4 separate regions of the Mus musculus genome follow, and regions 1, 3 and 4 are each linked to region 2. A link is a contact called in public HiChIP or PLAC-seq data. All regions are on one chromosome and are shown on one strand. The core of a region is the stretch at or near the end of the contact, and the rest is flanking DNA. Distances in the headings are between cores, read along the strand shown. Region 1 holds the start of Col6a6 (collagen, type VI, alpha 6). Region 2 holds the start of Pik3r4 (phosphoinositide-3-kinase regulatory subunit 4). Region 3 overlaps Atp2c1 (ATPase, Ca++-sequestering). Region 4 overlaps Col6a5 (collagen, type VI, alpha 5).

The links. HiChIP or PLAC-seq counts read pairs in DNA pulled down with a chosen protein or histone mark.
Region 1: a contact with region 2 is called in an H3K27ac HiChIP or PLAC-seq map of embryonic stem cells, with 2.1 times the contacts expected there. The contact joins the promoter of Col6a6 here to the promoter of Pik3r4 in region 2. A contact is called at or near these places in 2 of 39 promoter capture datasets (hippocampal neurons and pre-B cells), 2 of 484 Hi-C or Micro-C datasets (both in embryonic stem cells) and 9 of 115 datasets of contacts at active chromatin or transcription factors (embryonic forebrain, embryonic stem cells, forebrain and 2 more).
Region 3: an H3K4me3 HiChIP or PLAC-seq map of bone marrow-derived macrophages shows a contact between it and region 2, with 4 times the contacts expected there. The contact joins the enhancer-like site here to the promoter of Pik3r4 in region 2. A contact is called at or near these places in 1 of 39 promoter capture datasets (second pharyngeal arch cranial neural crest), 11 of 115 datasets of contacts at active chromatin or transcription factors (bone marrow-derived macrophages, cardiomyocytes, embryonic forebrain and 3 more) and 3 of 9 other capture datasets (adipose tissue, liver and pancreatic islet).
Region 4: a contact with region 2 is called in an H3K4me3 HiChIP or PLAC-seq map of pro-B cells, with 3 times the contacts expected there. The contact joins the enhancer-like site here to the promoter of Pik3r4 in region 2. A contact is called at or near these places in 5 of 39 promoter capture datasets (embryonic stem cells, frontonasal cranial neural crest, hippocampal neurons and 2 more), 1 of 15 datasets of contacts at CTCF or cohesin (large pre-B cells), 1 of 484 Hi-C or Micro-C datasets (palatal mesenchyme), 16 of 115 datasets of contacts at active chromatin or transcription factors (the 230-238 cell line, the NIH/3T3 cell line, astrocytes and 8 more) and 1 of 9 other capture datasets (adipose tissue).

The regions. Positions count from the first base shown.
Region 1 is chr9:105,824,180-105,829,777 of GRCm38.p6, forward strand. It overlaps Col6a6 (collagen, type VI, alpha 6), which reads right to left and starts at 3,906. Exons shown (of 37, transcript NM_001102607.1): 1 at 3,724-3,906.
Region 2 is chr9:105,639,331-105,645,236 of GRCm38.p6, forward strand. Pik3r4 (phosphoinositide-3-kinase regulatory subunit 4) reads left to right here and starts at 3,665. Exons shown (of 20, transcript NM_001081309.1): 1 at 3,665-4,060; 2 at 4,866-5,639. The coding sequence starts at 4,907.
Region 3 is chr9:105,456,100-105,461,668 of GRCm38.p6, forward strand. Atp2c1 (ATPase, Ca++-sequestering) reads right to left here. Exons shown (of 27, transcript NM_001253831.1): 6 at 4,918-4,979; 7 at 3,561-3,669. Among named protein-coding and RNA genes, the nearest start is that of Gm40564, 37 kb to the right of the region's middle. Within about 2 kb of position 3,127, at least 69 of the 459 cell types and tissues checked have an H3K27ac peak or open chromatin away from gene starts, as enhancers often do. A contact at or near this core is called in bone marrow-derived macrophages and microglia, where this site is marked.
Region 4 is chr9:105,854,545-105,860,272 of GRCm38.p6, forward strand. It overlaps Col6a5 (collagen, type VI, alpha 5), which reads right to left. Exons shown (of 41, transcript NM_001167923.1): 41 at 1,526-2,793. The coding sequence ends at 2,774. Among named protein-coding and RNA genes, the nearest start is that of Col6a6, 29 kb to the left of the region's middle. Within about 2 kb of position 3,452, at least 16 of the 459 cell types and tissues checked have an H3K27ac peak or open chromatin away from gene starts, as enhancers often do. A contact at or near this core is called in neural tube and pro-B cells, where this site is marked.

The sequences.
Region 1 (5,598 bases), core at 2,656-5,155, 190 kb after region 2:
ATATTTACTGAAGGTTCAACCTCCATTTTTAAGAGCTTTATATTAGCGGGACTGTGTAGCACACGGAGTCTACAGATGAATGGATGCTGCTTGACTCTAGTCACAGTTCTTGAAGCCTGGTCCTTGTTTGGTGACTTAGTTAGCTTCTGCCAGCACTGTCCACACAAATACACATTCCCTGCATTCATATTGCAAACACTAAAACTTTCAAGCATCTAGACTCTCCAAAGGGATTAAGACAAGAAAATTGTACTTCACATTTAACAACAGTATTCTTATAGAATTATATCGCTAGAAGACTTAGCAAAACCAAAAGATTTTTTTCCCTGAGGCAAAGGTTTATCCCCTAATGAATGCTTAACAAAAACTTTGTGAATATAATACAATTTGATTTTATGGCACAGCATTTAAATATACCAAACTTGTAAGTGGAAAAGAACCCTTAATCCAGGTTCTCTCCTCCTTTCCTTCCTCCCTTCATCCCTGTTACATTCCATTAGTAGGAGTATGTGTCTGTGGGTGTGTGTCTGTTTGAGTGTATGTGTGTTTATGTATGTGTGTGTGACTGTCTGTGTCTCTATGTGTATGTGTGTGTGTGTGTGTATGTATGTATGTATCTGTCTATCTGCCTGTGTCTGTGTGTCTATATGTGCCTCTGTGTGTGTGTGTGTATCTGTCTATCTGCCTGTGTCTGTGTGTCTATATGTGCCTCTGTGTGTGTGTGTGTGTGTGTATCTGTCTATCTGCCTGTGTCTGTGTGTCTATATGTGCCTCTGGGTGTGTGTGTGTGTGTGTGTGTGTGTGTGTGTATCTGTCTATCTGCCTGTGTCTGTGTGTCTATATGTGCCTCTGGGTGTGTGTGTGTGTGTGTGTATGTGTGTGTGTATGTATGTATCTGTCTATCTGCCTGTGTCTGTGTGTCTATATGTGCCTCTGGGTGTGTGTGTGTGTGTGTGTGTGCGTGCACACACATGCAGAGGTCAGAGAACAGTTTGAGGGAGCCTGTTCTCTCCTGTCTTGTGGGTCTCAGGGATAGAACTCAGGTCTCCAAGCTTGGAGGGAAGTGTCTTTACCCACTGAGCCATCCCACTGGTCCCTCTCTGAATGTCCGATGTTATGAAAGGGTGGAAGGAAATGACAGTTTTTCGTCGAATGATGCAAACATCTAAGGCTTTTTATTGCAAACCGCTATTTTAGGTTTCTGGACTTTTGTGCACACGGCCCTGATTGTGAAGATTCTGAACAAAAAGCATGACAGTGTAACTGCACCCTGGCATACTTGGGATCTGGTATTAAAAGCAATACCTCACGGCCAGTGAACTGCCTCCGTGAGTAAAGTATTTGTGGCACAAACACGAGGGCCTGCATCCATGTAAAACCCTGGCACATCTGTGAGCACCTCCGTAACTCCAGTGGTGGAGAGCAGACAGCAGGACCCACAGGCCTCACTGGAGGGTCCGTCTATCTGGAGCAGCAAATCCTAGGTTTAGAGAGAGACCCCCTCTCAAAAGTGGAGAAAGATGGAGGAAAACACCAGACACCAGTCTCTGGCTTCCACAGGCACACGCATGCCAACTGTACCCCCATGTACACGAACGCACACATTTTAAGGTGAATTATGAAAAAAAAAAAACTTGTAAGTAGCCTGAGGTGACAGGTGAAAATGGTTGGCTTCTCTCTTGACCAGAAACTGTACAGACTCATAATAAGCAAGAGGTGAAATCTTTATGTTCACTTTAAGAGCACCCAGGAAGTTACCGAGGCCATCAAGGGTGTGTATATGTGAAAAGCCACCAAGTATCTGAAAGATGTCCCTTAAAGAAGCAATGGAGGCAGGCGGTAAGAAAGTGGTTCAGCAGCCACAGGCAAGCACTGTTCTTCTAGAGGACCCAAGTGGAGAGAAAGCTCAGTGGTTAGAGAGAGCTTACTGCTCCTGCAGAGGGCCAGAGTTCAGTTCCTGGTACTCAGGGCCAGTGACTCTCAACCGTCTGTGACTTCAGCTCCAGAGGATCTGACACTTTAGACGCACAGGCGACACCCAGGTGCACACACACAATTAAAAGTTAAATAAGTGACTTAAAAATATGAGCAATGTGTGCCGCCTTAGTAGTACAAGCCTGCAAATAGGTAGATGTCCCAGGCCCAGCCATGCAGATTCAAGGTGTCTGAATGAGAGCTACACATTTAGCTGAGCCTGCTTAACACTGCAGAGTGTATCTGAGAAGGAGCTGGATGTGGCTTCTCTGGTCTCAGAGCATCTCCAGGTGAACCAAGCACCCATGATGTCCAACCACACTTAACAGAGCTCAGAGCAGGACGGTCCCACACCTCAGCGTCCCCTGCCGCATGGACGTGAGACTCAAAAGGAACGAACTGGACCTACACTGAAAGAGGAGGCTGAATAGAAGGGAGAGATGCTCCAGAAGAACCCGAGGAAGCAAAAGCTTGTGCATGGGAATAAATGCAAAGAATAAACAAAACTAAAAGTGGTACCCATCAACTAGGACCTTTAAAATGGGCAGCACGTGGCTCTAGCCAGGGCTCCGCCACGAAGAGCTTGTACTAAGCTCTCCCTGGACTAAGTTGTTTCCCCAGCACCTGCATTGAGCAGCGCACAGCCACTTGTCACCCTGGCTGCAGGAGATCTGAAGCAGTCCTCAGGTACTGGCACGCACACATTCCCCTTACACACACACAGACACACTTTAAAAATAAATAAATCTTTAAAAATTAAATTGGCACTGTGACTATTGGAGTCTATAGCAGAAAGGAAAAACCAAACCCTTAAGAACAGCTTTCTAGTGTTCTGTCTTGAGTCTTAGGTAATCAGCAACACCCCAATTTCTCAATGATCCCCGGTTCTCCCTGTTGACTCCCTGGCATTCACAAAAGTCCTCTTCAAACATCTCCATACTGATAATTTCTAAAAAGGATCCACAAGAAATCCTATCACAAGAGGCCACAAAGAAACGAACCATTACTTCCTAGTTCCAGGGTTTTCCCTTCCTCTTCTGGCCTCTGGTTGAAATTACGTCCAAGGTTGGTTACGAGCCAGGCAGTCTGGGCTCCACTCATAGTAGAATGTCACTGGGAATTGATTTTTGAAAAGACACGCTTTGCCTGCCTCCCTCATGCCCTGCACCACCAACAAAACCCTGACGTTACCTTTAATAGTTTAGTGTGACACTGGGCAGGGAAACATAGATGCTGTGTACCTGCAGGCTTGCAACGGCTTTGCCTGGTTAAGTGGCTCTGTGTGCCTGCCACGCTCCAGGCCCCATGCTGGATGTGGGAACAAAGTATTGAGCAAGGCACCTCTCATTCCAGGAGAACCCCGAGTATGTGGTGGGGGAACTCCCAACCCAAATCAGGGAATGACTAGCTCATACTGCTGATTCTTCAACACCCTGATGAAGAAGGCAGAAAAGGAGAAGGAGGAGGAGGAGGAGGAGGAGGAGGAGGAGGAGGAGGAGGAGGAGGAGAAAGAGAATGAGGAAAAGGAGAAGGAGAAACAACTAACAGAGCCCATAGAATTCAGCTCACTCTGTCTGGGGTGGATGAAAACCTCCAAAGAGGCACTGTCAAGACCTTTAAATGCAGTTTTTCTTCACCTTGGTCCTTCTCGTAGCCTCTCTCAACTGGCTGATCCACTGCCTCCCCTCACTGACCATTTATTAACTCTGTTCTGTTTCTTTCCCAGCGGACATTGGCTGCTGAACTTACCTCAGGGAAACTTCTACCCAGCCTGGGTGGATTTGAGGAGTGTACACCCAGAGCGCACAGTCCCCAGCACAGGATAGCTTAGCAGCTGGAGAGCAGGGGAGCCTGGATGTGACTCTGCGCGGCAAGGAAGCCTCTGGCCTCTGGGGTCCCGCGGGCTGCAGCTCCCACGCCCCAGGCTCCGCAGATGAATGCTGCTCTCCACGCCCTGGTGGCCCCCAGGGCTCCGCGTGCTGCTCAAGCCTTGGGAAGGTGACAGAAGAGGGAAGGGGGGCGGATTTTGGAGGCTGGCACTATCCCGCCTGTTTCTCTGCAACGTGGACCGCCCCCAAACTCCTGGACTGCAGACCCTGGGGGAAAGTGGAGGGTGGGGACTTTGGGGCGTGCTTGGAGCTTGCCTTCACTCTCTGCGCTGGAGCGCACCAAAGCAATCTCTCTACTTCTAGTACTAACCGCTCAGGAGAGGAATGGGGTGCAGTGAGGTAGTCTAAGAGGTTTCGAATGGTAGAGACTTCTCCCTTCTCCCTGTCCTAAAGCTAGTCACTCTATTCGCTTTCTTTTCATTCATCCAGCCTTGTGCAGTGTAGCACAGATATCTGACCACCTGCTGTGCACCTTGAGTAGGTGCCCAGGCCACAAAACCATTGAAATTGCAACATCTGCTCACTGTCAATGCAGAGACACACTTGGAGACAGAAGGTGAAAGGTATTTGCTGGGTAGGAAACTCAGAAAAGGCAATTCTAGCTCAAGTTTTGGAGATCTGTAGAAACGCTTAATTCTCAAATAAATTCTAAAGATTAAGCTAGAATCTGAGAGTCCCAAACACACGAACGAACGCAAGGAAGGACAAAGGGGGCCATGAGTCCCCTTTGGGAGAACCGGAACTCTGCTTCTCGGAACTTGCTGTGTGGTCATCTTGGGGCAGGGAAGGTATGAAGAGGAGGTAAGTTTGTGTGTGGGCGAACAGGGATGAAACCCACAGCCTAATTCTGGTATAGGTTCCACCTGTTCCATTTGGCAACACAGTGTCAGCTTCACGGAGGACAAGTTCAAGATAGAAGTGGTTTGCCACAGAGAATGACTTAAGCCAGACTATCCACCAGCTGCAACTTTGGCCACACCTTACTTTTTTTTTCTTTTTCTCTTCCTTCCTTCCTTCCTTCCTTCCTTCCTTCCTTCCTTCCTTCCTTCCTTCCTTTCTTTCTTCCCTTAAAGTTATACTTATATATTATGTGTGCATGTCTCTCTGTGTGTGTGTGTGTGTGTGTGTGTAGGGGGATGGGGGAGAGAGAGAGAGAGAGAGAGAGAGAGAGAGAGAGAGAGAGAGAGAGAGAGAGAGAGAGAGAGAGAGAGAGGCTGAGCACAGCTTTATGGAGTTGATTCTCTTCTACCTTGAGTCCCAGGAAATGGAACCAGCAAATGCCTTAATCCACTACACTCTTTTATAAAGAATTATTTATTATATTTTATGTCTGTGAGTACACTATAGCTGTCTTCAGACACACCAGTGTGAACCACCATGTGGTTGCTGAGAATTGGACTGAGCCATCTCTCCAGCCCATTCCACTATACTCTTTAGTCGGGCCATCGGGCTCTTTCTTAATGGTGTATAAAGGCATGAGTTAATGTCCCTCACTGTGTCTCCTGGATCAATCACAGACTTTGTGTTCTTCTCAGAGATTCCACACAAGGATAGGTATCTTCAAAATGGCGGTTCCATACCTCCTGTGGTTGGTCAAGAGGGCAGCTGAGAGGACACTGAATTTGCAACATTAGCAGGTGTCTCATGTGGAAAGAGTTGAGATTTCTGAGTGGCAGTTTCTCATCGATCACCAGCCCACCCAAAGTCACTTGCCAAAGTGTCCTACACACTCCAA
Region 2 (5,906 bases), core at 2,415-4,914:
ACAAGCAAACAAAAAAAAACCCAATGGTCAAGTTATACTTCAGTAATTTAAGGAAACAAAATGAAACCATAAAAGACTCAGAGAAAATCATCAAAGAAACATAAAAATAATGTCTTCCCTATGGAGGTGTTGAAAGTTAAACATAGGATGATGGCTGTTTCACTTTCATCCTGGAACAGTGGCATCGCTTGGTGACATCGCACCAGGGACAAATGATTGGGGGAAGGAGACTTCAAAGAAGAGAGATGGGAGAAGTACAGGGAACCATGGAGTTGGCCAGGCCTAGCTACCTTCAGAGGCATATGTCTTAGATTTCTCAGGTTAGTGTCTGTGGCTCTTGGGGAACAGTGTACCTTCCAGTTCCTGAGAGACCAACACACTCCCTGGGGCAGTGAAGCTTTCAAGCGCCCTTGTGCTTCTCTGTATGAGCCCTTGGAAGTCACAGCAGCTTAGCAGCCTGACAAGACAATTGGTCTTAGACATTAATCTTGTGTACCCTGCATGGCTTGAAAACATCATCGTATCCTGGCAACTACAACAGTATTGATCCTGGCAATTGCCACTGTATTCTCTTTCTGATAAGGCTATAAAAAGCCTGATTGCTTTCAATAAAATTGCCACAGAGCTTGAGTGTTGCTGTGGACCCTTGCTTCATTCCTTTTGTGACCTTGGCCAAAGAAGGTACCAAAGATGCCCTAACAACTTCCAGATTTATAGTTTGAGGAGCCTAGTCATCGATAGTGCTGCCTACTGAGATAAAGAAGAGTGAAAAGAATATTGGCAGGGATGCTTAAAAAACAATTCAGCTTTGGATTAAAACCTTTTGTGTTTCTTGAATACATTAAAAAAAAAACACCTTTTTTTTTTTTTTTTTTTTTTTTTGAGACAGGGCCTCGTGTATATAGCCCAGGCCAAGTCTGGATCTTCTGATTCTAGCACATCTGCCACTGAGCACTGAGGTTACAGTCACAGGCCAATGTGCCTGACCCCATATTAAGAACAGTCACAAGCCACCATGCCTGACTCCATATAAAGAACGCTTAAAACTTAAAATGTCTGGGGCTGGAGAGATAACTCAGTGTTGTTGTTGGTATTTGGTTTTCATTTTTTGAGACAGGGTTTCTCTGTGTAGCCCTGGTTGGCCTGGAATTTGCTCTGTAGACCAGGCTCTGCCTCTGCCTCCCAAGTGCTGGGATTAAAGGCCTGCACCACTGTGCACATCTGGCTCAGAGGGGGCTCAGAGGTTTATAGTACTTGTTCTTGCAGAGGGCTTGGGTTTGAGTCCCAGCATCCATGTGGTGGCTCACACTCATCTTTAACATGTGATTCCAGTTCCAAGGGATCTGATGCCTCCTTCTGACCTCCACAGGCACTGGCATGAATGTGGTGCAGATAAACACACGCAGCCAAAGCATCCATCCATATAAACCTAAAAAGGTTTTAAAAGAAGAAAAATCAATTGCATACAAAGTATTTATGACTTGATTCTGAGACTCCAGGGGGTTGACCTTGAGGTCCCAAGCAGACCAGACAATCAAACACCAAGCTACATCTAAGGCTTTGACAAAGGATTTAAGTAGACATTTTCCAGAGATGACGAATGAATGGGCAACAGGTACACGAGGAGATGCTCAACGTCATTAAATCCTCGGGGAACTGCAAATGAAACCAAAAGGAGATGTCACTTTGTACCCACCAAGATGCTCTAATAATGGAAAATGGATGATGTCATCGCTAGAAAGGACACAGAGGGATCAGGAGCCCCACACTGTGCTGGTGGGGATGTAAGGCTGTGTGCACTTTGGAAAATAATTTAGCAGTTTCTCAGAACGTAAAGGCCAAGGGGCCGAGGGCTAGCTCACAGCTTCAGGCTTTTCCTTTTGGTGAAACAGATTATAGCTATTATAGAACTGTAAAAATATATTAAAAACAACCGCTTTCTCCCTCTCCTCTTTGGTGCTGGGGAGGCAACACTTATAAAAGAAAGTATTTTCTTAAGCGGCTTGCTTAATGTTGCGAGCCGTCCAGCGGCTCACAAGGACGGGTACACCTGAATAGCAGGCCGGTGCTGAAAGAGAGGGAAACTAGGCGACCAGAGGAAGATGGAACCAAGACAGGGTTCTGATCAAGGTTCAAATTTTTAATGGTGGACATGCTTTATAAAAGAGGGGGCGGGGAAGTCCATTCCCGCCAATTCATCCTTGGAGCCTGGAACCAGCCGCAGGTGATGACATGCAGAATAGGGTGTAGTCTCTAGAATAGTTCTGGGGCCTCTCAGCAGGTAGCAGTATCTTGAAGGGGAACAGCGGCAGTGGCAGAACAATAGAGTGCTCTAGGCTCCACCCTAGATAATCTCCTTAGTGGCAGCAAGATCAAGTTCTGGCTTAGCCTGCTTCAGGCTTATGGGAGGCTACAGTTTAAGGTTTCAGAGGGTTAGTCAAAGATCACCGTGGCAGGGATCAATCATCGCAGCTGGCAGGCAGGAGCTGAGAGTTACAGCCTGGTCAACAGGCAGCAGCAAGAGAGGGACACTGGGCCTGGCCTAGGCTTTTTAAACCTCAAAGCCAGTGACACACCTCCCCCAATAAAGCCACACCTTCTAGTCCTCTAAATAGCCCACCCACTAGGGACTAGATATTCAAATATACAACCCTTTGGGAGCCATTCTCATTCGAACCAGCACAGTAGCAAAAGCAAGAAAATTAGAACACAACTCCAGCAAAGACCCATTCTTTTTACCATGATGCACCCAGGTAATTCCAGCACCCAGTAAGTTGGGGCAGGGGGATGTATTTCAGCTAGCCTGAAATACAGAACGAGACCTTGCTTTCAAAAATAGAATGAATAAAGAATTAAAACCAGCCAATCTTGACACTTTGAAAAATGGTTTTAACTTGATTTTTTGACAATCTTATACATGTATAATGTGATTACTGTAATACCCCCACCCCTAATTAACCAGCACTTTCAAATATTTTTTTTCCAAGACTCACTGAGTTTAGGCAGTGAGTTTGGGGCTATCCATTGGAGTCTGGTGGGCACTCAGTAGGGAGTCAATTGAAGAAAGTGGTTTCTCTCCTAGAATACATTAGAAGCCAAGTCTTTATCACAGAGAGGTAGGGTGCATACACTTCCCCAACCAATGGTTGACTTAAAATGCCAGGTGTTGTGTAGGTTCACTGTAAGATTTACTCCTGCTGTGAAGCCATGACAGCTTTGGCTCTGCCATACCGAGATAACTTGTGTGTGTACATACAAAATATGCATGCATGCATACATACATACATACATTTTTTTTTGGAGAGAGGATCTCTCTTTATAGACAGGCTAGCCTCTAACAAATCCATCTACCTCTCCTGAGTAATGAGATTAAAGGTTCGTGTCACCCCAATTGTGCACTTTTTAAACCGACGAACTTTATGACACATAGCTTCTCACTCAATAAAGTTGAAATCCAACTTAGTGGGGGAGCTAGGTTTTCTAAGTACGTGGGTAAGTTTACTTAGAGCCATTGGTCACAGAGTTAGTGAAGAAAAGCACCTCCTGCTTGAGGCAGCGAGGCCACGCTTCCTTCCCTTGTTTCCTAGCAACCGGCTTCCTACTGAACGCTTCCTCAAGCCTCCGTCCGTCACTTCCGATCTCAACAGGAAGTGAGGTCAACCCGGAGGCTTTCCCGGGAGTTCAGCGTTTGCCGCAGGTGAAGTCGTCTTCCTGGACGGGCACTGTCCCTGTCCCTGTCCCTGTCCAGGGCTGCTGCAAAGGCCCTGGGATCCGGGGACTCGAACCCGCGGGGGCCCAGGGCGGCAGGGGAGGAGCCGGCAGCGAGGCTGCTGGGTGTCCGGAGTCCCGAGTGTGTTTGCTCTCCCAGTTGTTCACCCCCAGCTCTAGATCTCGGACGTGTCTGCGCTCCTGCCCCAACTACCCCGGTCCCGTGTCTGAAAGAAGACCCCTCACAGAAAACATTCTCCTGGCCGGCTTCCGTTCACGCCCAAGCCCCTCGGAGCTCTGCCAAGACCTCCCTGGGATCTTTCAGCGACTTTTGAGTTGCCAGAGGCCTGGGGTAAATGTTTTCCTGAGTGCTCAACTATGGGGTAGGGAGACAGTTCCTGCAAAATGTGGGGTTAGGTAACTTGGGGCAGTGTGCATTTCGGCTTACTTTTCTTGAATGTTTCTGGCGGGGTTTCTTGTTGCAAACTGGAGGAGTTTGCCTTGGTTTAGGAGGAGGGAGACATCACTGCGAGGATGCAAGGCCCAGTTGATGCTAATTCTATAGATCTGATTGATCCTCCCAGGACTTAAAATGATCCGTTTGTATCATGTGATTCGTTCTTTTAAGCGTTTAGCGTGTTTCTTACTTGCAAGTAAACTAGTTTTCCCGGACAAGGACCGAGGCATACGGTACTTTTACGACTTTAATAGTATCACACAGTGAATGCATGTTTTTAACATTTTTAGCTTAATGTTGAAGGGACTACGTTGTGCATAGTGGGATCTCAGCCCTTACGAGGTGGAGGCTAGAGGATCTGGAGTTCAAACTCACTTCTCGGGCTACATAGAGAGTTCCATGCCAAGCCTGGGCTACACAGACCTTATCTCTAAAATAAAATGTTGAAGGCATGTATGTAATTAAACAGTTTAGCGGCTGGAAAGAATGACATGACGTAGCACCATATTTTTAGATAAAAGTAATAAAATCTACTTAGATAATTTTTTCTGAATTTGAGACAGATCTGGGACTCACATTCACACACATAGTAGGTAAAGGTACAGATGTCTTTTAGGAAAAGGCCAAATAATGGCGATTTCACTGTTTCTTTGTTTCTCTCCATTTTAATCTCTCTCCTGCTCGACATCCTTTTACCCAGGTGTTCTGTGTTAAGCTGCTGTCCCAGAGGTGCTGGGCATTATGGGAAATCAGCTGGCTGGCATCGCTCCTTCCCAGATCCTGTCTGTAGAGAGTTATTTCTCAGACATCCATGACTTTGAGTATGATAAGAGCCTGGGAAGCACTCGGTTTTTTAAAGTCGCTCGAGCCAAGCACCGGGAAGGCCTGGTGGTTGTGAAGGTCTTTGCAATTCAGGATCCCACGTTACCCTTAACTAGTTATAAACAGGAGCTGGAGGAACTGAAAATCAGGCTCCACTCCGCCCAGAACTGCCTCCCCTTCCAGAAAGCAGCAGAAAAGGCGTCTGAGAAAGCAGCCATGCTGTTCCGGCAGTATGTGAGAGACAACCTCTACGATCGCATCAGTACCCGCCCGTTCCTAAACAACATCGAGAAGCGCTGGATCGCCTTCCAGATCCTGACGGCCGTGGACCAAGCGCACAAATCTGGAGTCCGCCACGGAGACATCAAGACAGAGAATGTGATGGTCACCAGTTGGAACTGGGTCCTCCTAACCGACTTCGCCAGTTTTAAGCCCACGTATCTTCCCGAGGACAACCCAGCGGATTTCAACTATTTCTTTGACACCTCGAGAAGGAGGACATGCTACATAGCTCCCGAGCGCTTCGTTGACGGTGGGATGTTCGCCACCGAGTTAGAGTACATGAGAGACCCCTCAACCCCGCTTGTCGACCTGAATAGCAATCAGAGAGCGCGGGGAGAGCTGAAGAGAGCCATGGACATCTTTTCGGCAGGTGTGTGAGTCAGTCAGATCAGCTAACTTGCATATTTTTTTTTTTCTACTGCCAAACAGAAACGTGGTTTTGCGTAAATTGCCTGCTTTTCAAAGATTTCTTGCTAGGCCCTCTCAGACGGTTTCAGACAGATACACGATGTCCTCATTGGACATGCAGAAGTGATGAGAAAATTCGAAATAGTTCTCATTCAGACATTCAAAACACACACTACGCAGTGCTGGCGGCACAGGAGGAGGCTACATGTCAGGTTGAGGATAGAGAAAA
Region 3 (5,569 bases), core at 1,877-4,376, 180 kb before region 2:
CACTGGATCTGTGTGAGACACTGGATCTGTGTGAGACACTGGATCTGTGTGAGACACTGGATCTGTGTGAGACACTGGATCTGTGTGAGACAGTGGACCTAGGTGTGAGACACTAGATCTGTGTGAGACACTGGATCTAGGTGTGAGACACTATCAAGCAAAACAACACATTTCAGGCATTCCAGAAGAAGAAATGCAGAGAGGTAGAGAGACTATCTGCATATATAATGGTCTACAATTTCCCAAACTTGATGAAAAACCCAAATCTAAATAATCAGGAAGTTCAATCAATCCCCAATGAGACACACTATTAAGAAGAAGAAGAAAAAAAAAATGTTCTGGGGCTGGTGAGATGGCTCATCCGTTAAGAACACTGACTACTCTTCCAGAGGTCCTGAGTTCAAATCCCAGCAACCACAGAGTGGCTCACAACCATCTGTAATGGGATCTGATGCCCTCTTCTGGGGTGTCTAAAGACAGGTACAGTGTACTTACATATATATAAAAAATAAATAAATAAATAAATAAATAAATAAATAAATAAATCTTTCCAAAAAATGTTCTGGCCAGGTAGATGACAAAAATCTTAATAGCAAGAAAATCAAATACTATCATTTATAATGGGGTCACAAAAAATTAACAAGTATTTCTTATCAAAATAAAAAAAAAAAAAGAGGTTTAGAGAGCTGGCTCAGAAGCTAAGAGTACTTGCTACTCTGCCAGAGGACTATAGGTTGCTTCTCAAAAATCCACTAGACACATTTCCTTGTTAGGGGACAGATGTACTCTTCAGCCCATTTTTGAGGTAAGGTTTCTCACTGAACTAAAAGCTCACTGTGATGACTAGTGTCCTCAACTTGACAGAATCTAGAATCTCTCAGGAGATGGACTTCTAAGAATGTCTATAGGGCAGCAGTTCTCAACCTGTGGGTCATAACTCCTTTGGGGAGGGAGGGTCACACACATATCAGATACCCTGCATTATCAGATATTTACATTATGATTCATAACAGCAATGAAATAATTTTATGATTGAGGTAAACAACAGAAACTATATTAAAAGATCACAACATGAGGAAGGTCGTGAACCACTGCTGTAGGGTATGATCTTGATTACATTAACTGAGATGGGAAGAACTACCCACTACAAGTGGTTCCATTCCTTAGGCAGAGGATGCAGACCTGTGTAAGAGTATAAAAATCAAAACAAGCTGAGTGCTACATGCATACACTCATTGCTCTCACCTGCCATACTTCTATTAACTATCAGCCTTAGTGCCTCACTAGGGAAAAAAATTCAGCTTCCTATTCCCACCAGGGGGAAGTCTGAGCTTCCAGTTCAATGGAATATTTATCATGACTCTTGGTAGGAGCACTCTTCCCTCTGGAATCAAAACTTCGAGGCATGACCCCTTAAAATTTAACAGGGGTGTGATGGTTACTCTTGGTTGCCAACTTGACAACATCTGGGATTAATACACAGGTTTTAATACACAGGTTGCTGGACACACCTATGAGGAATTTTTATCTTGACTAAATCATTTGAAGTGAGAAGACCAACTTCTAATCCAGATCTCTGATGTAGTTAGTAAGATGCACCTTTAAGCCAGATGTTTTGAGGTGGGAAGGTCCACACTTACTCTGGGTCAGACCTCCTGCTGGCAGTCTATATAAAGGACATGAAAGGAGGAAGCTTGTTCTCTCTCGATGCCCTTCTAGCTCTCGCTCTGGGTCTCACTAACAAGTTCATTCCTTCACTGGCATTACGGCCTACTTCTTTGGGATTCCAGTGTATACTGAAGACCAGGCAGAGATGTGCAGCCTCATGAACTGAGCAACTACAGATGCATTCTTGGACCTTCCATTGGTAGACAGCCACTGTTGGACTAGAGGGGGGTGACAGAGATCACAGAGAACAGCAGAACCCCAGACACTGGAGTTATTCAGAGCTGTGAGTCATCATGTAAGTGCTCAGAATCAAACCCAGCTCTGTGCAAGAGGCAACTGCTCTTAACCCTAAGCTATCGCTCTAGCCCAAAATCTAATTCTTTATGTAAGAATTAAAAAGCACTCCATCTCACTGGTAAACTTGTTTTCCCTTTAGTAAATGGAAAATTATATGCATAATAAAGAACTGGTTTAAGGGTTTTTTGATTTATTATCTGTTAATGCTTAATTTGCAGACATATTTTATATACCTACATTTGGAGTCACAGGAAAATTTCTCAGACAAAAAAAGTCATGAGTGGAGAGGTCTGTACACACATTCCCACAGAGCAGGACTGCCGGGACATGAGTCATAAAACGGCAGAAGCCCAGCCCTTCCCTACAAGCGACCTTTCAAATATAAGTGGACTGCACTTACTATGTACATGTTCATAAAACAAAAAATTATGTGGCAATAGAAAGTAATAAAGCACTAGAGAATGTGCCTGAGAAAATGTTAAGTGAGACAGACAGGGGAAAGTCTGTGTGTTCTATGATTCTATTTCAATTAATGAAATGTCGAGAATAAGCAAGCATACTTTAGTGTCAAGAACAAGAACACAGTGAGTGCTGAAAGAGAAGGAAAGTCTTTGGAAAGTGGTGACGGAGGCGATGGTTGAACACCTCTGAATAGCCTGACCACCAGTAAATGTTACACTATCAACTGAGCACATCTTATATGGGAATTATATCTCTAATAATGCTTAGGCCAAGTAGGGTGGCTCAAAGCCTATGATGGCTGACAAAAGAAGGGGCAGCTTGATCTATACTTTACGAGCCAGCCTGATCTATATTTAAAGAACTCATTTGGAAGAACCTGCCTCAAAAAAATCTAAACAATGGATTTTTGATGACTGTGTACTGAGGTGGGTGGAGCAGCACTCTGGGCAGGAACTGGTCTCATGAACAGAATCTCAAGCCATCCCATCCCAGATGAGCTCTATGCATCGCAGAGGAAGCATAGAGGAAGCATGCACTGCTGGGCAGCTCGGCCTCTTACTGAGAAAACAAAATACACTCTCAGCAGAAACCATACTTCCATTTTTGACTTTTTCTTTTCTAAGACTGCAATGGTATTCTCAGGCGATGCTGGGTAGTGCATTACGCCAGAGCTGAGTCAGACAGTCTCACGACCGCAGCGTGAGGCAAGAGGCTCGTCTACTGGCATGCTCCCAGAGGTTAACACCCTCCCCTTCCTGCTCCACTCTGTTCTCCGGCATCGTTGGTGTTGTGTGCGGCGTTCTATGTTTCCAGCTGCATCAGAAGTCATGTCTCTGCTCTCAGCTCCTATACTCTTGATTCCTCTGATTATGGAGTTTGTCTTTGTTCGTGCCTAATGGATTCACAAATCAACAAAATTCTATCCTCTCTTTCTGTTGGTACAGCACCTAACTCAGTGTGCTGACTGACCTGGTGGACACCCTAAAGACTTTACAGCAGGAACAGCTATCTTTCACGGAGGGAAACACATTTACGCTTGTCACTATTTCAGGCAGAATACTAAACATTTCACACGAACTATGTGTTAATCGTTAGAACTGCCATTAATCAATATCCATATACCCTAAACTTACCTCAAATAAGCGTAAGTCCGCAGGAACTCTGTCCCCCACAGAGAGACAAACTGTGTCACCTGGAACCAAGTCTCGGGCAAGTGTATGCTCCAGTTTTCCTTCACGCACACTGTAGCATGAAACAGAAACCATCACGGTAAGAAACCCATACTGTTTCTCTCTAAGAGTCCATTTAACTGCAGTGACTCTGTGTCTGTGGCTAGACAGACAGACAGCTCAGTGGTGAGGAAGCACATGCTGCTCTTACTGAGGATCTGCCACCATGGCTCCCAAGCACACACATCAGACAACTTACACCTGCCTAGAACTTCACCACCAGAGAATCTAACACTTCCTTCCTGCTCAGACACCTGCACTCACGTATACATCATGTAAATACCACACACACACGATTTTTAGAAAACTTTAAAGATTAATATTTTTAAAGTTAATCTTTAAAAACAAAATAAAAACGCTAAGCATCATGATATATTCCTTTAATCCCAACATTGGGGAGGCAGAGGTAGGCAGATCTCTGAGTTTGAAGACGGTCTGGTCTACACAGCACGTTTCAGTCCAACCAATGCCATGTAGTAAGACCTGTCTTTAAAAAATAAATAAATAAAAATAAACAATCAAAAATAAATCCTAAACCGTAATCACTTGATTAGCTATGTGCTCTTATTATGTGTTGGGGGAGGGTGAGGTCGGTAGAAATGGCTGATCAATGATGAGCACTAAGGCTGTCTTGAGATGTATTCATTATGATGCCTCATCATCTGCTTAGAAGAGTGCTCGGCATACACGCACTCTTGAACACTAGTAAGTACCTAGGGTGAAGCACTTAAATCACAGGCAGGACAAACTGGACTCGGACTCAGTAGGGCCGTCAGCTACATCCCTGCCCTCCTACAGGAAGATACCAGGTAGGAATACAGAGACTCCTCAGGCGTTCCCAGAAGGACCAAAATATATGGTAGAAGAGAAGAGACTGCCTCAGAACTTGTGAGAAGAGAACGCCAATGTCTGAAACGTTTCTCTGACCTTCCCAGGTGTGTCATGGTCTATGCAAGCCTGGACTCACGCACCACATGAACATGCACACACACGAATAAAAAGAGGAAAAAGCCTGCTGAATAAAGCCATCTCAAAACATCACCAGTAGGATGTCTGCCATCCTGACCAGAGACAGACTTTTTCTCGTCATATTCAACAGTCCCTCTCTCTCTCTCTCTCGTGTGTGTGTGTGTGTGTGTGTGTGTGTGTGTGTGTGTGTGTGTGTACATATAGACAGACATATATATGCTTATTGTAACTGGTCACATTCAATTTCTGTTTTTTAAGTTGTAAAACTCTCTTTCAAATAAAAGGAACATACCAATGGCATTCTGGTGGCACAAGTTTACTCAATTCTTCTAGAGATTTTTCTGAACGATATTCCTATTTAGACAAAAAGTAGAATTTAATATTAACAAAAACACTTACAAATAAATTCAAATATGTATGGTCCTTTTAGACTAAAATATTATTCTAAAATTGTTGCTTAAAATTTTTTCCCAATTCATATCTTGATTTATTTATCCTTATATTCCTAACCCATAAAAATTTTTCCCTAAATTATAGTAATCAAACAATTATGAAAATTAAATATTCCCAATTACATATTTTAAAAGATTATATAGATGGAAATAAAAGCCAATTATTGTGTCCAAAGAGTACACTAAAAGTTAAGATAAGTGAGCCTCATTTTTAAGATAATTTTACATTTGGTATTTGGTGACCAAGAGAACCAAAATCTTAATCTGTTTGCAACCTTTGCTGCGAGGACTTAAGCCCACACTAACTGCACTAGTTTGGAAAGAACAATGTAGCTGAACTATTCCGAAACTCACTTTTCCCAGCAACCTGAACTATAAGAAAGGGAAGCCTCTGAGAGGCCCTGGGGTGCTGTTCTGCAATCACATAATCTTCCATGCACACAACTGAGAGCTATGGCTCAGACATCTCCTCCATCTCACCACACTGTTTAG
Region 4 (5,728 bases), core at 2,202-4,701, 220 kb after region 2:
TCTAGAGACCTGCCTATCTGCCTCCCCGGTGCTGGGATCACGAGCATTTGCCGTGATGGCTGGCTTTTTAACAGGGGCTCTAGGGCTTGAACTCAGGTCCTCATGTTTGCAAGGCAATCAACTTCATGGCTGAGCTGTCTCTCCAGCCTGTCCCACTTGCTTCTTATACACATCAAGTTGTGCTGTGCTCTATGCAACCTTAAATGGCTTCTCCTGTGTCTGTGACACTCTGTGACTACACATGTGACATGTGACCACTCAACTGTCTCTTGAATGGTTCTAACTCTGGTGACTGATGCTTACTGCAAACTCCTCAGGGTGAATGAGATTTGATAGCTTTTTTTTTTATTTCCTTTCTAATTCCTGACATGATCTTAAATGTATATAAGGATTTACTTACATTTTGCATTTGATTTCCCCCCCCCATGACTTCGTTATTCTCTCTTAAACTATATATTACCAGCCATCTCAGCATGTATGAAGAATTTCTGCATTAAGCCCTTAAGAAGAAATACATTATCATGGTGCCCATTAGATGCCCCACCTTACCTCTTCCCATCGTGGAGTCTGGCATTTGGCTTAGGGGAGATGGAGCAGACTCCTTTCCAATGCCCAGCTCCTGGGCAGGTTTCAGGTCTCTCGTCTATTTAGGCCATAGGCCTGCAGGGGCTAGAGAACTCCTCACCAGTGCCTGTGTTGATCCCCTTCCCTGGAGTGCTACCTTTGCCCCTGCTCCACCCCAGGCTGTGGAGAGAGGCAGAGGCAGGGGATGATGGGATATTCTGTTTATCTTGTCTTTTACAGCCATTCTTTAGATGTCACAAAGTGTCCATTTTCCTGGCACTGACTTTCCAGGCTCTCTCCTCTTTTACTAGAGACCTCAGTAGTCATAAAGGACCTGGGGCATTGCTTCTCTGGCTTTTAAATATATGCGTGATGCCACAGTGCAGCTTCCTGCAGCTTCTTCTGGCTTGATACTCTCTTTGAGACTCATATGTGTTTATGAATGCAGCTCAAGTTATTGGTTTGACTGCCCTGAAATATCATTATATGCATATGATACATTAGGATACATGGTTGCTTTTAACTCTGTCACAACGTATAGTTTCCTATGGTTCCTGTGTATATGTGTGAAAGCTTAATATATCCACCTATTGATGGAGCTGAAGGATATGGTTAGATACGGGACAGATATTGCTTCAGTGTTGCCCCGAGTTGTAACAATCTTCCACCAGCGGTGTGGTGTCTATTGGTTCACATTCTTGGACACCATTATCGCTATCAGATTTAAGGGTCTGCTGTGGCCTTCATGCTTCCATTAAGACACACTGACAAAAGTTCTTAGAGAAAAACAAAACTATTAAATAGGCTTTGTTTTAGAAATTTCCAAAGCAATAACTGGCTACTTAAAATTAACCGACTGTGTTATTTTTCAATTATATAAAAGACAACGGTCACAGTAAGGAAAACTATGTGGAACACATATGAAATTGTCCGTGTGTTATCCCACCAGCATAGTCATTTTCACATGCTCATTGGTTTGGCAACTACTTGTTGCCTTAACCAAATCAAGTGATTTTATTAGAATATAATAATTGTACAAAATAATGGGTTTCATTATGCCATTTCCAGACAGCATGTAAAACACTCTGATAACATTCACCTCCTCTGAGTCTCCTTTTATTCCCCTCTCCCCTCCAAATCTGCTTTACTTTCTCATCCTCTTAATCCCCCAGTCCTGGAATTCCACGTATGGGAGAAGACATATGAAGCCGGCTTATGTCAATCAACACGAACGCCTACGGTTCTGTCCATCTTCCCACAAGTCACATGACTTTACTCTTCTTTATGCCTAAACAGTACTCCACTGCCTGCATACTCCATGTTAAACTGACCGAGTGTATAACAAATTCACTACTGCTTTGTCTTGTCCTGTATGTGTGTTTCCTAAGTAGGTTTAATGTGCTTTCCTGGGCTGAGTGAGACTACAGTTAATAAGAATGCACAGAATAAGTTTCTGGGTCAGACTTGGGGTTGTTGTTATTGTCTTGTTCTTTTTCTGTTTTAGAGTCTGTTTTGATACACTGTTTGAGAATAGCTCTGTTTCCAGGTTCACATGTTGGCATGATTTCTTTGGCAGCAAAACTCAAGTCCACACAATGCAAAGCACACTAAAATAGAAAACAAGTGTTCCCAGCACGAGCGGGTAGCTCACAAGGCAGCTTCTCCTCCCCTTTCTTTGTTATGAATTTGTTACTCTATAAATGTCCTGGTAAAGAAAACCCACTGACTATAGGTAACGGGTGCTAAATGTAATCTCAGGGTCCTATGGGAACCAGCGACACAGAGTTTAGGGTTGTATAAATGGGAAGAAAAAAAAAAGACAATTGGGACATTCCAATTACAAACTGTTTTTACTCAAGGGTCTAATTTGAGATGTAGATGTGATGGCGATCATGACAAACATCTTCTTTTGGCAGGCACTCACCAAAGTGATCAAAGCGAGTGAACCAAGCTGTCACGGGGAAGGCTGTTGCCTCTTCTTGCTCAGTGGTCCCATTCCTCCTGAGAGATGAAACCCGGTCCTAGTTTTGAAGGTCTGTTCCTTGATGTCTCTATCCTGAAGAGTCTCTCCCTCAGGTTTGGGACTGAGAAGCAAATTTAGTTCTAGTTCCTGCCCCGACCCTTCTAATAAATGATTGGCATTTTCTGGCTGGAACTACTGCCGCAGGGGAGTCCCATCTGCCAGCGAGCACTCTTCTCTCCTGAAAGCTCATCTTGCATCTTCGCCATCTGTAAAGCATGAAAGACACCCTGCTCTTAGCGTCATGATATTGGATAACAGTATTTCCTCCTGAGCCTACTCCTGTAGGTGCCAGGTATGAAACAAACACAAGAAACAACGATAATCCTTGCTATCTTCAACAGTCAAACTAAAAGTCCAACCTAGAGTCATCTAGGTCCATGGAGAAAAAAACGTGACCACTGGTAAAACTGTATAATGCAAAGGACTGCAGACACAAGTCTCTCTGATCTACCCATGATTTGAAATTCCCTGCTTAGTGGCTTTAGCAGATAGAATTATTATATAATCATTTGAAGGGGGGTAATGACTGTTTGCAACGTCTGGCTCTGCTCAGAATTCCTGTGGCCTCTTCATGGAATTCATTTACAGGACAACACTCCTCCCCTATCCCCATCCACCTGCTCCTGACCTCCGCCATGTAAGTTTTTGGTTGCTAATACCAGCACCTACTATCTATCCCTCAGAGGGTGCTGTTGCGCAATTGAGTGGCTCAATGAGCCCTTGCGATGAATGGCCTTGCCCTATAGCAGCTCTGGGTCCATCCATCAGCGATCTGGGAGGGAGGAAGACCCAACCTCCAGCCTCTGTTCAGGATAGTTCTGCCTCCTAACTTAGAAAAGCCTAACTCCGGGCCAGACCCAGGCTTTGGCTGCCCTCTATGGGACATTACTGGGATAGCACTTCATTTGGTGTCTTCTTCCCTAGGATGCTTCCTCCATCGAGTGATGGACTCTCCTGTGACTACTCCACGAATGGATCTCATGAACATAGGTTGTCAACTCAGGGAGCACCTCAGGGGAAGTTAGCTAAGTACCTGTCTCCATGGGAGAGGTCATGTCCTTTTGCCCTGCATCTTGGAAAGTTTCTAAAATTCTAATCCTAAATTTTTTTAACAATTTAAAAGGCACTAAAAGTATGTAACTGCAACATCCTGTAAAAGCTGACATTTAAAAATAAAGCTTCCGTGGGGGCCAGAGAGATGACTCAGAAGGGAAAAGCCAAGCCCTCTTGACTTGAGGTCAATCCCTGGAATCCATGTGTGAAAGCCCCGTGTGGAAGCATGCGTTTAGAATCCCAGCATTCCTACGGTGAAGTGGGAAGCAGAGACAGGAGAATATCCCAGAAGCTTGCAGGCAAAGCCAACCTGGAGTATGTACCACTACTCCTCCTCTTCCTCCTCCTCCTCCTCCTCTTTCTCTTCTTCCTCCTCTTCCTGCTCTTCCTCTTCATCCTCCTCTTCATCCTCTTTCTCATCTTCTTCCTCCTCTCCCTCATCCTCCTCTTCCTCCTCCTCCTCTTCCTCCTCCTCCTTCCCCTCCTCCTTCCCCCTCCTCCTCCAAACAAGGCAAAGAGAGAGAAAAACCTGGGTCCTCTGACCTCTACCTCCCCACCCCACATAATACACTCATATGCATACACCTCATACACACTCAGACATACAACAATAACAAAGTTTAACATGTTTTTCAATGACACTTCCATATTTCTTTTATCAGACAGGGTATCATGTAGCCCAGACTGGCCATGAACTCCTGATCATCCTGCCTTGACCTCCAGAGGGCTTAAACTACAAACAGACTCTACCATTGATGGCCATGTTTCTCTTTTAGCTTATCCAACAAAATCTAAATTCCATAGTGGTTGATATCAGCTGTCCATTGTATAAAATATGTTTACGTCAGATAACTTATAGTGTTCATTTCTCTCCTTAAACTTCTACCTCCATCCCTCTTCTAGTATAGGATTTCATTCCAACTGTAAACGATTCAAATGCTTTAAACTTTAAATTATTTGCCCAATCATACCTTCCTGTTGGAGATCTCTCTCTCTCTCTCTCTCTCTCTCTCTCTCTCTCTCTGTGTGTGTGTGTGTTTTAATTTCCTATGTCATAAGTCTAGGTATCAAATTTTTATCAAGATGGGATATTACTAGAATTTACCACAAATGCCTATATGTGTAAACTTTGCTCATTTTAGCAGGGAAAAGTAAACATTGTATTGGAAATGTATTAATTATATGGATAATTTGTGTAGTATTTCTAACTCTGGTCTGACCATTTCCACCCAGTCTCCAAAGCATCTTAGGAAGATTTTATATCTGGGCCACAGCACCTTAATCAGATGCAGGATGGCTAAGAGACCTGCCACACTCATGGGGGGCCTGGGGAAGGAGCAGGGCATTTGTAAGAGATGGAAGAAGGCCTCCGAGATTCCTCACACATAAAACATGTTCTTTAGGACTAGCTCCTTAGACGACCACATTCTGGCAAGTCTCTATGTGTCCACTAGAGACGATGTATGTACCCCAGAAGGGAAAATACCCACTTTAACCAAGCTCCTCATTAGCAGTGGTGGAAGACCACAGCAGCTGGGAGAGCTTTAGGGATTGTACGCTAGGTTAACAATCAGGGACTCCTCCTGCCCAGTCTGGTGAGCTGTCCACACAAGCATCCATCAGCTCTGTCACTCATCACAGCTGCAGAAAGCTAGCACTCACTGAAGTTTCAGCCTAGGCCACATGCCGTTTGAAGCACATCACATACATGCATTGTTCACCTTAGGCTCTGACATAAGCTCTGTTACTGTCTTTACTTTGCAGTCAAGGAAATGGAGGTTCAGAGAGGCAGAGTGGCATGCCCAACGTCAGATGCTCAGTGACTGAAGAAACATTCAAGTACTATTTCCTAAGTGGGCACAAAACCCTACCTCTCTAAGCTAGCTCCTCAGACAGTGTCTGTGGTTGGACTGATTTGACGATAGCTGCTCTCTCAGACTCAGTGCCTACCAACTCATGAAAGACAACGAAATCTCCCGCAAACCCAGACGACTTGTTGCTGTTTTCCCAGGAGCATGGGATCTTCTACATCGTAATATCTAGTTGAAGGACTCTTATTTAAAAACTCTGATGTGCACTCAGGATCTA